Linked DNA regions of Mus musculus: region 1 is linked to region 2. A link is a contact called in public HiChIP or PLAC-seq data. All regions are on one chromosome and are shown on one strand. The core of a region is the stretch at or near the end of the contact, and the rest is flanking DNA. Distances in the headings are between cores, read along the strand shown.

Region 1 (2,700 bases), core at 37-2,536, 49 kb after region 2:
TAGGTAAATTTAATAGATAATAGGCATAAATGTATACTCTCATGGTATACAACTAACAATATTCTCATTTCAAAACTTTTTTATCATCTTCCCCCAAAAGTCCCTAATTTTCCTTTGTTAACGGTCCCAACCCCCTCACCCCTGGCATCCTCTACCATGCTTCTTGGCTCTCCCGCTTTCCTGTTTGAACGTTTTACTTATGCATTTCGTTTTCAAGTGGTTTGCTTTTCTGAGACGTCTCTCTGTGAAGCCCAGGCTGGCCTTGAACTCTTTATCTTCCTGCTTCAGCCTCCCAAGAGCTGAGATGACAGCTGTGTGCCACCAAATGCAGCTGGGAGTGTCCTTCGTGTCTAGATTCTTTCACGTAGAGGAACCTCTTCAAGGTTCTTCCAGGCTATGAGTGACGTTTGATAACTATTAGATGAATTAACAATGATCTAAGATCAACAGATGTTTACTGAGAGGGTATGTACCTGCCATAAAAGCCCAGCAAGGATTGTAACGTTTGTTGGACAGCTTCGAGTGGAGAAGAAAGAGACAGAGAAAAAGAGAGCCGCAAAAGCTCTAGAGAGTGAGAGAACGAGAGAGTGAGACAGAGACAGAGAAACAGACAGGCAGAGGAGAGGGAGGGAAGAAAAAGGAAAGAATTATTTAAAATATTTTGAATCGACTTGGTCAAAGTTGAGGGGAGTGGTGGTTGAGGCTCTGGGTTTAATCTCCTGAGCTTGGGGGGGGGGGGGCAAGTAATAATAATAGACTGGGATAAAGGTATGGAGAAAGCAGAAAGCGGGCCAGAGTGTAGGGGGTGTGGCTGTTAGCAGAGTAGTCAACAAAGGCCTCTTGACAGAATCAGTGAGCAGAAGCCAAGGGAAGATGAGGAGGATACAGCCTTCCCGGAGTTCCCGACCCACCCTGAGGTTTGTCCCACGGAGCCACCTCATATCCTGGAGCCTGGGACGTGGGCGCCAGCAAGCTTCTGCGGCGCATGCCTGACCTACTTAGGGGACAGCCAGGCACCATCAATAGTAAGGGACCCTGGGTGTCTCTTACAGATCTTGACCAGCTCAGCTCCTTCCCATCCACAGACCCCGCCCCTAAGGCTACACCTCCTGCCTCCCGCCTCCTCAGGCCCCGCCTCTGAAGCTGCACTCCGCCTTCACAGGCCTGCCCCTCAGGCGAGGCTCCGCCCCTTATCCTGCAGACCCCGCCTTTCGCCCGCCTGCCGGCCCCGCCCCCCAGCCGCCATTGACAGTGTAGGCTCGCACTTCCTTGCAGAGGGATGGCTGCGCTTCGGGCGGGCCCGGTAGCCCCGCAGTGTGCGCTGCTCTGGTAGCGGCTCGCAAGCGGGCGCGATCCGGGCTCGCGGGTGCACAGGTGCGGCCCACGCCTCCCTCGGCGCCTCAGCACCTTCGGGGCGGGACGCGGGACGGTGAGTGCCGCCTGGGCTCCGTGCTGGCTCCCGGGGATCCCGGGTGGGGGGGCTCTGGCTCTGCACCTTCACCACACCTGCTTGCACGCAGCTAGGCGCCACAGACATGGTCCGGGAGACTAAGGCGAGCCTGGCACTGGAGAACTCTCTCTAGATTCCTTGGCCTAGAAAAGAAAGCTTCCAGACAGTGAGGAACTAGAGACCTGGCTGGCCGCCCTAAGTAGATGGGCAGAGAGGGTATCTATGTTTTCCTGTCTGTGACCTTGGGTGGGCCCCTCGGCCACCTGCCCACCCACGGTGCGATTTTAGCCCTGTGGGAACAGTGGTGCCCATTCTCACACCGCCAAGGTGAACCGGGAGAATCAGGGGTATGCAGTAATTAGATGCTGATTGGTACCTTTCTCTCTGGGCCCCCAGCAGCTGGGAGAGTTCCTGCCTGGATACAGCTTAGTCACAAAGTTACTAGTTTTCTGGAAAAGATTCAGTTGTGTCTTCTTTCCCAGAGAGAGCGGAACAGGATGGAATGTCCGGACTTCTTCCTCCATGGGAACACTGGAGCCCCCTCGCTCTCCCCATTTATCTCAGAACCAGCTGACTTATCTTTAGCAGAGACTCTTTGTTCAGTAGGAAACAAAATGATTCTTCGTGTGGGTTCAGCAGAACTGGGAGGGGGGGGGAATTTGTCTTGTAGCTCCAGCCCATGTTGGTTTTATAAGGAAAAGGGGGTAAAGAATTGAGACAGGAAAAGACAGACTCTTCTCCACGGGCTGTTAATGAAACAAGCGAGAGGCTGCACTTTCCAGCCTTCTAGAAAGAGAGGGGCTTTTGGGAGGAGGGAGGCTTTGGGAGTTGTAAGTAGGGGACTTGCAGGTGTTAGCTCCCACCCCAGAAGATAGAGGGATAAGCAGAATTTCTCTGAATTTAGCCCAACAGGTTTATTCCTAACTGGGTGTCCCCTGCCAGTGTCCGCCTAGACTTCCAAGTCCTCCAAAGCCTGCCTCATAGTTAAAAGACTATGGGACATCGTGTGTCAGGTCTATAGATTTGATCAGAAAGGTCAGCACAGCAGTATTGCTCGTGTTTGTGTGAGAGCACAGACCTCAGGGGAGGTTTCTCCTTGTGGATTCCTCCCTCCTATGACCAGACAGTACAGCTGTGGGCGCAGAGGAACCGGAGGCCCTGAACATCCTCCGACTGTTGGATGCTGTGTGGGCTGGGCTGTTTTACACACACACACACACACACACACACACACACACCGTTGTGACCTC
Region 2 (2,700 bases), core at 198-2,697:
GCTGTGGTACTGAGACCAAGCTACAGTGTCAAAATATGGAAAACTGCAACTATGACCCTAGGGCTGGACACTGAAAGCTCTGCCTGAGAGAAATGAAATCACCCGGGCACAGACACACATGCCCAGACTTCACAGCTACGTGATTCACCCCAAACAGCCAAGCACCCCAGGTAGCTAGCCATCAGATGAGAAGAGAGGGTAAGGCAGACCCTCAATGCATGGACGTTCCAAATGGTGACGCATTAATTAGTCATCGATGAAATTCTAATGCCCGGTGCAACATGGGCGAACAAATCCCTGAACATGGGCAAAAACAGACAGACATGAAGAGCCACCCACTGTCTGGTTCCTCTGACAGGAAATGTCCAAAAAAGGCAAATCCACAGAGAAAGCAGACCAGAGGTGACCAGGGGTGGGAGACAAAACAGGAAACGGCAGATGTCATCTAAGACGCATTGTGGTAAAACTGCACAGTTCGTGGAGGTGACTGCAAGCCAGCAGGGGTCAGAAGAGCAGCTCACTCTGCCCCACACCAGCCCAATGGCAGCTTTTCAGATTCCAAAAGACACCAGGAACTGGTGGCATATGCCTTTAGTCCCAGCACTCAGGAGGCAAAGACAGGTGGCTCTCTGGGATTCGAGGCCAGCCTGGTCTACAGAGCGAGTTCCAGGACAGCCAGGGCTACACAAGAAACCCTGTCTCGAAAAACCAAAAGATAAAAATTCTCAAAGACAATCAAGATTATTTTTCTTTTACAAACAAGACAGAGTCTGAAGACCACAATGCCTGCCCAAGGTCACAGACCTGGGACTACAGCCTCAGAGCAGGAGTGTGGCTCAGTTCAGTGCTTACCTTAGCAGGCAGGAGGGCGCGGGTTCAAGCCCCAGCACTGTCCTCACCCCCAACTACTATATGTAGATATCAAGAAAGGGAGCAAAATGCTTTGGAACTAGGGAGGGGTGGTTAAAGAGCTTACTTTTACATTAAATGGATTTTACATCAATAAAAACCAAAATCAGCAAAGTCGCCATAGCACCAGAAAGATCACGTTCTCGGCTTCCTAGATACCATGAGCAAGGCCACCAAGACATGGCAGGATATGGAGGAGGGGTTAATATTTGCCAAGAGAGGCAAGCCTCACACAATCTGACTGAATCCACCCTCAATACATTAGCCTTTTACCAGGTTACGATAAGGCCCTGGGGGCAGAGCTGAGACAGCCTTATGCAGCCCCAAATTCAAAGACCCTTCCCAGCAGCCCCAGGGCCAGCACTGCTAAGCTTATGCATGTGACCCAGACCATGGAAGGCAGTGGACCCCAGGTCTGGAAAGAGAATAGAGAGTTGTGTCTCAACTCCCAGGCCAGCGGCACGGGGGAGGGGCGCGGGTGCCCCAGCAAGGAAGTCAATGGGGCAAGAAGCCTAAGAGGAAGTTCAAAGTCCTCTGCTTGTTTGACAGCCTTATATGGCAATGTAAAGAAGAACCTGAAGTCTGGGTCAGGAACAAGAGTTTAGGAAGACAAGATAAGGACTAAGAAATCTAAAGGGAAGTTCTAAGGGCTGGGTGCAGCTATGGCTAAAACCACAAGAGCTGTCCCGTGGTCACACTACAACCAGGCAGTGTGGGATGCAAGCCCAGAGAGCAGGAGACTGACTGCCCACCAGTCTGAAGCCAGTTTGTGTTACATAGCAAAACTCTGTCTCAACAAACAAACAGGGGCTGTGCACGTGGCTCAGCTGGCGGAGGGCATGCCTAGCGTGCACAGAGCCCTGGGTTCAAGCCCCAGCACTTCATAAACCTGGCGTGTTGGCGCAGGCCTGTAATCCCAGAGAGAAGAGGATCAGAAATTCGAGACTGGGTGGGGAGATGGCTCAGAAGGTAAAGGCACTCGTCTCGAAGCCTGATGATCTCAGATCCCCGCCCTGCCCCGCCCCCCCCCCCCCCCCATGAAAGGAGAGGCCAGCCCCTGCACGCTGTCCAGACTCCACATGCTGCTGTGGTGTGCACAAATCCCCACACAAAGTTAGTACATGTGACTCCGTCTCAAAAAGGAGATCAGACTAGTGAATGGTACAGAGCAAGAAATGTAAATAGGCAAAATCGTCTATACTCTACCAGAGATACACCACGTACGTGCACACATATTCACTGTCCCAAACTTAAAAAAAAAAAAAAAACACCTCGAACCTTGAGGCACATTTAAAACCAAATCGCCATGAAGCGAATGCTTCCAAGTCTCCAAAGTTGACAGAACAGCCACGTGGGGTCAGCCACACGGGACATTCTCTCCTCTCTGCTGCCACAGAAGACAACTTTGTCTGCAGATTCGTTTTTTATAGTTGCTGCCTGCAGAGGCCAGAGACGGATCCTCTGGGACTATTACTGTGGGAGAGCAGTGTGGGGGTGCCGATCACACGTTCCAGCCTCCCCATCCCCACCCCCCAGGTCACGACCTTCCACTCCTGCTGTTCTGGGGAACCTCAAAGTTAGAAGGCAGAATCAAGAGTCCCTCATCTTGGGTTGAATGGTTTTCCCTCCAAGTGACCAAGGCAGGCAGCTAGCATTTCTGAGGCCACTGGAGCCCAAGCCATACTGTGGTTCCGAGACAGAGCCTGGGTCTTCGCTACGGGCTGATGTCTCTCATCAACAATCAGTCAGACTGCGGCCTTGCTCGCCACGAGCCTGGCTCGGGGCTGATGA

The links. HiChIP or PLAC-seq counts read pairs in DNA pulled down with a chosen protein or histone mark.
Region 1: a contact with region 2 is called in an H3K27ac HiChIP or PLAC-seq map of double positive thymocytes, with 7 read pairs. The contact joins the promoter of Klhl36 here to the enhancer-like site in region 2. A contact is called at or near these places in 2 of 39 promoter capture datasets (epiblast stem cells and liver), 1 of 484 Hi-C or Micro-C datasets (bone marrow-derived macrophages), 9 of 115 datasets of contacts at active chromatin or transcription factors (the HPC-7 cell line, double positive thymocytes, embryonic stem cells and 3 more) and 3 of 9 other capture datasets (adipose tissue, liver and pancreatic islet).

The regions. Positions count from the first base shown.
Region 1 is chr8:119,861,019-119,863,718 of GRCm38.p6, forward strand. It overlaps Klhl36 (kelch-like 36), which reads left to right and starts at 1,287. Exons shown (of 5, transcript NM_146219.1): 1 at 1,287-1,429.
Region 2 is chr8:119,811,669-119,814,368 of GRCm38.p6, forward strand. The region is part of intron 3 of Cotl1 (coactosin-like 1 (Dictyostelium)); the gene reads right to left. Among named protein-coding and RNA genes, the nearest start is that of Cotl1, 28 kb to the right of the region's middle. Within about 2 kb of position 1,448, at least 163 of the 459 cell types and tissues checked have an H3K27ac peak or open chromatin away from gene starts, as enhancers often do. A contact at or near this core is called in the HPC-7 cell line, adipose tissue, bone marrow-derived macrophages and 5 more, where this site is marked.